Regions from separate parts of the Mus musculus genome. Here region 1 is linked to region 2. Evidence: chromatin contacts called from public Micro-C data. All regions are on one chromosome and are shown on one strand. Each heading gives the region's core, a stretch centred on a gene start, on an enhancer-like site or on the middle of the called end of the contact. The rest is flanking DNA. Distances are from core to core; before and after follow the strand shown. Region 1 holds the start of Slc9a2 (solute carrier family 9 (sodium/hydrogen exchanger), member 2). Region 2 holds the start of Il1rl2 (interleukin 1 receptor-like 2).

What was found. A called contact is a pair of places that touch in the nucleus more often than the background predicts.
Region 1: a contact with region 2 is called in a Micro-C map of embryonic stem cells, with 2.8 times the contacts expected there. The contact joins the promoter of Slc9a2 here to the promoter of Il1rl2 in region 2. A contact is called at or near these places in 3 of 484 Hi-C or Micro-C datasets (all in embryonic stem cells) and 1 of 115 datasets of contacts at active chromatin or transcription factors (embryonic stem cells).

Annotation. Positions count from the first base shown.
Region 1 is chr1:40,678,490-40,683,935 of GRCm38.p6, reverse strand. Slc9a2 (solute carrier family 9 (sodium/hydrogen exchanger), member 2) reads right to left here and starts at 2,224. Exons shown (of 12, transcript NM_001033289.2): 1 at 1,771-2,224. The coding sequence starts at 2,062.
Region 2 is chr1:40,321,443-40,326,757 of GRCm38.p6, reverse strand. Il1rl2 (interleukin 1 receptor-like 2) reads right to left here and starts at 2,169. Exons shown (of 11, transcript NM_001356478.1): 1 at 2,009-2,169; 2 at 200-269. The coding sequence starts at 263.

The sequences.
Region 1 (5,446 bases), core at 975-3,474, 360 kb before region 2:
CAGAATACTCTTTCAGAGAGGACCAAAGATGAGGCATCAGGCCTTCCTCGGCCTAGAACTGGGTCTCTCCACCCACCAGCAAAGCTACCTCATGTCTCAGCTTCCTCCTCCCCAAAACAGGGCCATCATATCTACCCAGGATGAAGGCTGTGAAAATGAGGGATAATGAACTTAAGTGCCCACTAGCGGCTGTTATTAGTGTAATTAATCTGATTAAAATAATCAGGGGTAAAGAACAGAAGAGGGTGTCAGAGCAGAAAAGCAGTAATGGGAAAGGTCACAAATGCAGCCCTCCTGGGCTCCGACTCAGGCACAGGCAGGGAACCAGAGGCAAGCTACCTGTGTGCATTTGGTGGGTCCGACTTTGTGGGTCATAGTATGGACTTTCCAGTTTTGGTTTCCACCTCTCTGAGGTGAGAGTATTCACAGCTGCACATCCCTACAGGGCAGGGATGCTGTGGGGGATGATGTAAAGAGAGAGCATCTCGGGCTATTATTAGAGACCATGAGCTTATGTGGCTGTTTGCTTGATAGGGAAGTCCATGTCTCTTATACCATTGCTCAGATGGAATTAAAGCACGCGCAGCTAGTTGGTCATGCCAGAGCCAGCAATTCCAGACTGCAGAGTCATTATGTAGTGTAGGACACCTTTGCTTACCACCATCACAGGCTAATAGATTTAATCTAACCTCGGAAGTCAATGCCAGGCTTAGCTTGCAAGTTCTACACTCTTACAAACCATCCCTGCCACCTGCTTAGACCCACCCCTTTCCAGTCACACTTTTTGTTTCTCTCTAGAATGCTGTTTCCGGTGAACAGCTCACACTGACCAGACTTTAGTCATCCTTGAAAACAGTCTGTATAAGTCAGGCCAGGATGTGACCCCTGCATCTATCCCCAGCCATATTGTGTTTGCCGAGGAGTATTTCCTGTGTTGTAACCATCGATGCCTCACCCTGATCATCAGAAAGGTTCCCTAAGAAAGGCTGAGATGTATGGAAAGCTGCATCCCACAAGGTGAATGCAAAAGCATAGAAAACACCGCGTTCTTCTGACCTCATACATTTTGAACAGTACAGCGATAGCGAATGTGCTTTAATACTGCATACAGAGTAAAATGGTGAGCGGGCGTTATGATGGAGTGATCAGGTTAACAGATGAGAAAACGGGCTGAGCTTGGGGATGGGTTAATTATTTGTTAATAGCTGGTCTCCCTGGCTCCAGTTACCTCTAAAGAAGAAAAGGCTTTCTAGAGAGGAAGGAGCCCAGAGAGCCCAGAGAGAAAGAACAGGGCACTGGTGTTGTAGTGGCAAGCATTTAGGTGTCCACAGTCCCAATTTAAGCACCTCATCAGACAGGGACATGAGGAGGGTCTGTGTTCTGCCAACGCACCCTCTCCCATCCAAGATCTTGCCCACTTCCACTCTCCTCTCTACTTGTAGATGATATACAATCTAGCTAAGCCCTGCCTCAGTTAGCAAGCAAGTCTCCCTCAACTTTGGCACAGACCTGTCAAACTTGACGCTCAAAGCAGAAGTTCACAGTGGGTCTCTATGCTATGGGCCAGTCTTTCCCGGCTTTCCAAGGCCAGCGTCGGATTAAGAACAGGAGATCTTTCAACCACAGGAGCTAATCTGTCCGTCCAAGGCTGCCTTGGTGCAGGAGGAGCTGGCCACTATCTGAGACCAACTACTTGCCTACTTGGCGAGTCACCCACCAGGATCCCCAGTCTGATCGTCCCCGCCCCCACCCACGGGTACAGTTCCTTACCAATCTTGGCCAAGGAGGCCAGTAGGATCCACAAAGTGATCTCGAAAGGGATTTGCACGTGGGGGTAATCCAGGGTGAACACGGGCAACCGACTTTCCTCGAACGGCGTCGTTCCCGGGGCCACCACACTGGCAGGACTTGGCGGGTTGGAGCTGGCACCCCTGGCCCTGGGTGCGTCCAGCAGGGTCTCGGCCAGCGCGCCCGCCGGCACTGCCACCTGCAGAGACAGCAGCAGCAGCAGCAGCCAAGACAGTGGCGCCCGCACGCTGTGCGCGGTGCCCCGGGGGCCCATGGGGTCGGCAGCTATGAGCGCAGCAGAGGACGCTGGTGTAGGATCTGGGTTCCCTCAGAGCATCGCGGGAGGGACAGCACTACTAACTCAACGGGACTGCGAGAGTACCACACCACCGCCTCCACGGGGTCGGGGCCCTGTCGCCAACCAGTTCGGTGGGTGTGAACCTCGCAGGGCCCGGAGGGGAGCGCGCAGCGACAGGAGGCCACTGCGCGGTCCCTCGGCCGCGCTCAGCCTTGCTCAGCCGCCCTCCGCCGCCGGCCGCCCTCCCATGCCTGGCAGCTACAGGCCCTGCCCGGGGCGGCCCGAGGGCGGGCGGGGACGGGGACGGGGGCGGGGCGGGGCGGGCGCGGCGCCCCGGTGGCGGGGCGGGAGGACGCGGAGACCCGGTGCGACGCGCACCTGCCGCAACCCACAGTCGACGCGGGGGCGAAGGTCGCGCCGCTCTCTAGCCCGCCCGCGGACCAAGAGCCGCTGTTCTTGGGAGCCCGGGAGCTGTGGGTGCACTAGGTGCTCGGTGCGCACGGTGGCCTGAGCTGTCCCCGCCCCGGAGGCAGCGTCGGCCGTCCATCAGGGCTGGGACCGACGCGACCCACGCGTCGCGCCCTGCCCCCTCCCCCCGCAGGCTCCTGCAAGGAGACACCCCGGGGCGCTGGCACGCGAGGAGGCGCCGCGGGCTCAGGCAGGGAGGCGACGCCGGGCGCGGAGGAACTGGGGAGCCTTCGCCACTGCTGGGTCTGCAGAGACCGACTCACCGAGGGGAGCCTCTCGGGGCCTCGGAAAGATGAGAAGGAAGAGCAAAGCACCTTGAACACAGCCTGTTCTCTGCGCACCGAAACTCCCGGTTGAGAACTCAGCGCTCCCACGCTCTCCCAGAACCCTTGTCTTTCCGCTTTTCCACTCCTTGTAACAGTGTGCACTCCACTTTTCTTCCCTCCCCCAGCTTTGGGGACGAAAAAGTCTCTGTTTTTAGGCTTCGAGGTGAATCTGTCTGAGGGCATCAGAAACATAACTATTTCGTGGAAAACCAGTGATTTGCCTAGCTTAGACGGACTTGTTCGGCTAATTACAGGATGGACTGCGGTTTGGAAAAGCGGGATTCTCCCAGCGCCAACTGGCCCTTCTCCCGAGCCCGACCTTCCGCAGGGGCATTGCCAGGTGCCCTGCCTGCGATCCCACTGTCCCGGTGTCCTCACGGTGAGAAACTGAAAGGAACCGAAACCAAACCATCTGCCTCCCAGTTAACCCACACGGTTTCCCCTAAACGTATAAAATAAAAATTCTTATCTTTCCCACAGGGTTCCGGCTCTTGTTTATACACCCCTCAGTCTGACACAGAAAGGTCTAACAGAATCTGTGAGATGTCAGTCGTCGGAGGCCATCTGAATAGAGGCAAGCAAGGAACCTTTGAGTCTGGGAAAGGCAGGGACCATTCTAGCCCGAAGTAGAATGGGTCTCAGGGTTGATACAGAATCGGCACAGAATGTATCAGTTTTCCAGCTTTGAAGTGGAACTGCCTGTGAAGATTCTGTTTCCTTGTAAAGATTTACTGAAACAGGCAGAGCCTAACCCTTTTCCTCCCTGCTGGGCATTTGCATATCAACGACTGATTCTCCCATCTCTTTTCTAAGAAAGGACTTGTTAACTAAGTGTTTTCTTTCTCGAATTGCCTTTCTCTCCAGAAGAGGCGCTGGGAAAGCACTTTCACTTGAATTTTTGGTTATCACAAATACCGAAGTTGGGAGGGAAAAACTGTATCTGTTTTACAGGTGAAGCACTGCACACACACGAACACCCTTCTAGATTAAAGTTCTAGAAGGTATCCACACCCAGGCCTGACCTTGCTAAAGCTGGTTCCACCCCACACTACCAATTTTAGATTATTTATCAAATAGAACAATGAAGAATATTTTAGGGGTCGTTTAAGAGCATAACTCTTAATAGGATGAAGTTCTGCGGAGAGTAAGCAGCACACAGTCAGACAGTTATTCTTAGATGTTGTGACATCACAGGAGGGCAAGCACGCAGTCAGACAGTTATTCCTAGGCGTGAGAATGTTGAGAACGACTGTGCATCGTAGGATAAATGACATTCCACCTCACTGTCTAGAGTATCTACACAGGTCACAGATGCTGGAGTCACTGTCCTTTGTAAATCTCTGCTACTGCAAAGACTAATCGGTTTTTGTAAAACTTGGGAAAATCTTTTTATTCAGTCTTGTGGGTGATAAAGAGGAGATAAAGAGCAACCTGCTGGGGCTGGGGAATGGCTCAGCCCATGAAGAGCCAGCATGTAGACTTGAGTTTGAATCCCAGAATCCATGTGGTGGTATCACACATTGTGAGCCCAGTATTCCTCTGGAGAAAGACCTGAGGCAGGAGAATCCCAGGTGCTCCCAAGCCAGAGAGAAGTGAACAATAATAGACCCCTTTCAAACAAGGGACAGGGCGAGGACCAACAAATACCTGAGCCTGTCCTATGAACTTCAGCCATGTACCACACACGCGCGCGCACACACACACACACACACACACACACACACACACACACACTTTCATCTTTTACCCAAAGCAAAGAAAGAAAGAATTACATGTATCCTGTTATGCTTACATCTTAAATCTGTCTCAGTGTTACATACACTAAAAGCTGGTCACTAAGAGGAGTGGTGTTACATGGCTGTGGACCCTTAGGAGGTGAGCCCTAAGGGTAAGAAGTTAGGTCATTGAGGGCAAAACCTTGAAGAGCATTTTGGGGTGCTGGGACATCTCTCTGTCACTTCCTGGTCACCTGAGTTATGTAGCTTTCTCTGTCATGTGTCCTGTTGCTTTGCCACAGACCACAAAGCAATGGCATCAACTAACCCTGGACTGAATGCTCTTCACTGAAGGCTAAAACAAATCTTTAATCCTTTATCCTTTTCCTTGGTATGGTGTTTGACACAGTGAGGAAAGTTAGGGTGGCACCGCTGTTACCATTGGCTTGGCCATTTCCCCAAAGGGTCCTATGGAGGAGCTCAGCCCCTGAGACCTCTGCTTTCAGCTGTACCCACAGAATGACTGAAAGCAACAGTTAGATATTGTCTGGACTAACTTAAAACGTGTTAGTGGCTTTTCCAGTACCATTTAAAAAGACCATGATCTTCCAGTGATTTTCCCAGTGACCTGGGTTTCTTCCTCCCACTCCCCTTCTCTAACTCCCATCTTCTATGAACGGTCTCACTGCTCCTCCTTCAGGGCCTTTGCTCATTCTGTTACTGGTACAAAGGAGTAGCACCTCACATTTTGCTGAGTCTTTTTTGAGGACTGAACTCAAAGGTAACTGACTTCAAGACATCTTACCTCACACTTACACTGCTTTAACGCCCTTAGCTATATCTCCTGTAAC
Region 2 (5,315 bases), core at 920-3,419:
TTTCCTATCCCTCCCTCCCCGCTCCCTTTTTGACCGGCCTGCCAGATTATCTGGTGGAAAGAGTGACTAGCAAGGTTGGGGCTTAGTTGATGCCCCTGCAAGTGGGTGAGTCAGGGGCACGGAGATGAATGACAAAGGATGCTGCTGGCAAGGCAACAGGTCTCTGGGATACAAGGACTCACAGACCCGCAGAACTTACCTGCTGCCACGAAAAGCAGAAGCAGGAAAAACACCCCACAGAAGAGCAAAGATGTAACCCCCATCTCAGGCTACAAAGGAAAAGAGAGGACAATGGTAGAAGTAAGGGATGCAGTGAGGCTGGTACCTTCCCGCACACAATTTTAGAGAATCCAGAATGTCAGTCCCAGTTCAGGTCACTGGCCTTCCTTCCCCTCTGCATGGGGAGCCCTCCACTTGGCCTCCCTCCGTTCCAAGGCCAGCCTTTCCCCATCTCCATTACACCAGACCTTCAGAAGCCAGTAAACGCCGACTGGCCTGTGAAGGGGACTGGTGGGGAGTTGGGAGACAGGGCCAGATGTGCTGGCACTTGGATCAAGCCAGGGCCAGGAGACTGAACCCCAGCCAGAGCAGACTGTGGACCCGCCCAGCGTGCATCTGGGATCGCATGGGTCGGAGGGGCTCCCCTGTAACCCTATGTGCTCGCTGGCTGAGCGGTAAGTGCTGGCCCACCTGGAAAGGGCAAGGGAGAGCAGGAATCCCAGAGTTTGACCCAAGTCCCGGCCCACTTTCCAGGTCGGAGTCTTCTAGCCGCCCCAGTGACTATTGATCGCTAACTCCCTCCGCTCCGGCTGCCCCGGGCTTGCTCCACCTGCCTATGGGGTCTCAGAGCGCTGGGTCTCGTGGAGCAGAGCGGGAACCACTCTGGGGACCGAATCCTGGTTGGTCACCGCACTCTGCACCTTGGGCATCGCTTCTCCGCCGCGGGCGGAACAGACTCACCTTCCCCAAGTGGAGCAGGACAGAAATAATCCGTCCTTCGAAAATCGTTCAGTCTTTTTTTCCTGATCCCAGGCCAGCACGTTCATCTATCAGGAATGTCGGCTTAAATATGCTCCAGATCATCGCTAAAAATTATTATATCCTTTCCAAACACTATCTGAGCGGTTCTTACACACCCAGCACTGTCCTAAAATGGACTATTCCAGAGGTGGAAGCGCTTCTGAGAAAAGGCATTAACCCCACCCCAGCCCCGTCCTCGTGCCAGATCTTAGGTAAAGCAGACTCCCGACAGGTTGAGCACCGATACAGTCAGTCTAAACTTGCCATAAAGTAATGCTTGCTCGGACCTGTCTTCCTGCGCCAGAGACACTGGAGACCCCACTAGGCACTGAGAAGAGCAGTGGCGGCAAACGCTGTCAGACCAACAGCTTCTTAGTGGGCATCCCTCGGAGTCTTTGTGGATTAGAAACTGTAAGACTTTGAAAACAACCACAGCGTCAGTCTGACTAGCTGTCCCAGGTTCACAAAGTTAAGATGTACACGTGTCTGTCCGAGTACTGTCCCTTGGCAGAAGCACTCTGCCTTACAATTCTGGGATGATCTCTGTGTTGAGTAAGTCTGCTGATGCATGAGGAATCAATCATTAGTTCTGGATACAGAACAGATATGGGGATAGTGAGTTTTCAGGGAAAACAAAAACAAAAACCACGACGTTAAGCGGAATGAGAAACAGAAGAAACGTCCTACCTATACGGAAATTAAACAAACAGGAAGCTAAGATGTAGAAGAGAGATTACAGGGGTGGGTGGATGAAGCCGGTGAAAAGAAGCTGGGTTCAATTAGTGCGCACCAAACCCCAGTAATATATAAAATTAAGACAAAACTGATTGAAGTTTTAAAAATAAAAACACAAAACTATCACGTGTGTGCACGCAGAACCTCCCAGAGAACTACGGAAGGAACTGAGACTGTACTCACAGAGGTCTGAAGGACAATTTCAGCTTTGTTTGGAGTGGCCAGAAGAAACCCAGCTTTGGTAGAAACTTACTGACTTCAGTCTCCTCTGGTGACCCCCCTCTTCTTCTCACTTTTGTATCTTGAAGTGTGTGCCACGCAGTTGTCAAGGGCCACATAATTCCAAACAAGCTGTGTCGCGTAAGCAACAAACATCAGAAGCCATCATCTCCCAGCTTCCGGTCTCTGTCCGCCCAAACCCAAACTCCCAGTCTTCAGCTTGGTGCTTATTCTCTCCCCTCCCCCTCCCTTTGTGTGTGTCTGAGTGGTGTGTGGGGGTGGAGAGCAGAGAGGGAGAAGCAGGAAATTCCTTAAGCAATGTAAGATATTCTTACATAAGATTTCCTAGTCACTGTATAAAATTTACTATACTGTGCACTTACATAACTTACTTTTTAATAAAAGCATTATACTTGCGGGATTTAAACATTTGAGGTGTGGTCCTTCTCAATAAAGGCTTGCCCCATCCTGTGAGCATGAGCAACCGACGTGTCTCTCTCCCTTAGCCATTTTGGTTGTCCCATTTTTTTTACGTTTTGCTAATTATTATACATAATGTTGCCGCGACAATCCTGGCAATGTCTCTTACACGTCTGAGAGAAGCTCCTGGATCATTAGGTAGGTGTGCCCTCGTCTGCGTTGGCAAACCTCTGACTGATTATTCCATGACACCATTCTCTAGAGAAGGATTCTGATGCCCCATGTTCTTGCCAAATATTAAAGGCATCCGAATGTGTCCGATGGCACACTGAGTGTTGGGAAGACAGCTTAGAGACATGAGCCCTTCAACAGCTTGCCACCATGATTTTCTGGTAAATAACATTTTTTTAAAAGAGATATTCAACTATTAGGAAGCACATAAGATATGAAATACAGTTAGGAGACAGGTGGAAAGAATATGATAAGGCACAGCCTTTCTCCTGAGCAGTGGCCTGGAGCCCAACAGGTAGATGTCTGGGGCAAGAGCTCTCTCTTTCTACTTTTTACGTTTTATTTTTACTATGTTTAATTATGTGTGTGCATCTGCACTGGCTATGTGCATGTGACTGCAGGTGACCATAGGGTCCAGAAGAGGGTGTCGGCTCCCTTGGAGCTGGAATTACAGGTGTTTGTGAGTTACCTGATATGGGTTCTGGGGACCAAAGTCTGATCTTCTGCAACAGCCATTTACATCCCTACAGAATGAACCGTCAGTACAAAGTCTCTGAAGGACCGAGTTTGGGACACTCCAAAAAAAAAAACTGAAATGAAGGGAGAGTGATTGCCACACAGCAGAGGGGAGAGCTGGGTAAACTGAAGTATGGAAGTAGGTGTGGCTAGATCACATGGGGCCTGGGAACGACAATACAATGGCTGCCATTATTATAGGCAAAATTAAAAGATATTACAATGTTTAAATCAGGAAAAATATAATCTCACACTAATTCCTCCTCACCCCGGAATTGGTACCCTTACCACTAAAGACAGCCTAAAGCGCAAAGCACTAAGGGAACAGCACAGGTTTTCAAACCAGGTGCACATAGAGCTGAAGAGGAATGGCAGGGTGAAGGCATGGGGGCGGGGGAGTTGCATGGGGAAAGAGTAGATCTAATAATACACAAAGGCAGGGCAAGTCGGTGTGTGCTACTGAGCTCATGGCTGCTGTGTTCCCCTGAGACACAGAGAGTGGGGGTTAGGGCCTAGACCAGCAAGCCCTTCTTCAGTAACAGGGGAGAGAGAGAGAGAGAGAGAGAGAGAGAGAGGGAGAGAGGGAGAGAGGGAGAGAGAGAGAGAGAGAGAGAGAGAGAGAGAGAGAGAGAGAACCAGGAGATCAGAAGATAAAGAGGATAGAAGAGAGAGAAGATTTAAAAAAAAAGTTTGGGATCTGGAGGTCTTGTACAAGCTATGGCTTGAGCCAAGCAAGCTTATTTAAAAAGTACAGCATTATTTGATGTACAACTTCCAGGGGAGAAATGGGGGTGTCCAAAGAAGCTACCCGACAACGGGACAAAGTCAGCAGGAAGCTAATCAAACAGTGTTGCAAGAGAGGAACACAGGGTTTCTGGAGAATACTATATATAGGCCATGCATACAATGGCCTTGAGACTGATAACCAATAACTCCATACAGTCAGAAGAGTTGAGATCTCAGGATCTGAGGTCACAGCTCCCCCCAAGGCCCTGGCCCCAGGTCATTACCAGCTCTGACAAGGTATTTCTGATTTGGAGAGGAAGCTCTGTCCGTCTCCATATTCTAGGGCCAACAGGTAGATGTCTGGGGCAAGAGCTCTCTCTTTCTACTTTTTAAGTTTTACTTTGACTATGTTTAATTATGTGTGTTCATCTGTGTTGGCTATGTGCATGTGCGCCTTGGTTGCTCAGTCAGGCAACCTCTCCACAGATACCAGAGGAAGATACTCCCTTTGGCCTTTCTGTTTTGACCTATATGGTTATGACATAAATCTCAGCACTTTCTCAACTTCTGTCTAACATGAAATTTAGAGACCCACAAACCATACATTGGGGTAGAACCTAAAATCTGGATATGTGTTGGGTAGAGCGGCAAATACATGGGGTGCCGCCTGGTACGATAACCAGCACCACAGAGCCTCAGAAGTTAATGATTACTGTGTGATTCTTTACAGTCACAGCCACGAGTGCACACATCCAGGAGTCCTTTAGCCTGGGCTTGAAGAAACCCACTGCCTCCAAGAGCTCCCACTACAAACTAAAGTCCTATTAGCAAATCATTTCCCCTTCTAGAAAAAGGAAGCCTGGCAGTGTGGCCTCCGTCAGGAGTCTTGTTCCTCTGGGTCCATAGAAAGAGGAAGCTAGTTTTCCAGACGGCTGTCCATCTATCTAACCTCGTTATGATTCCTCGATGACACTTCTCTTCAAAACATATAACTAGAGGTAGAGGTGCAAACAGATCTTCAGGATACTCAGCCAGTAGTCAGTAGTTGATGTCTCCTGGTCTTTCCAGCCTGGCAAGCAGGAAGCCATCTGCCCTGACACTTTCCAAGTGGTGCTGGCTCCTAGTCACAGGGCCCTGGAGCTGCTGGCAAGTTCTGGTGCCAACCAGTGCTGCAACTCATTCTGCTTGTACATTAACACCCTAAATCCTTATCTACTCTTGATGCTCCTGGGGCTACCTTTTCAAACTTAACTCGGACATATGTCCTTATCAAAAATAAAAGGACTTGCATTTATTCCTCTCCAATGTCATCTGCAGAAAGAAGATGGTTAGAAAGGGTAACTAGTTATCTGGGAGTTAGAGGACCTGGCTCCTGTCTCAGCACACTTGGCCATTAATGAAGGTTGGCATGAATCGGGAGCAAAGGCAGTCCCATAGCCCAGGTACTT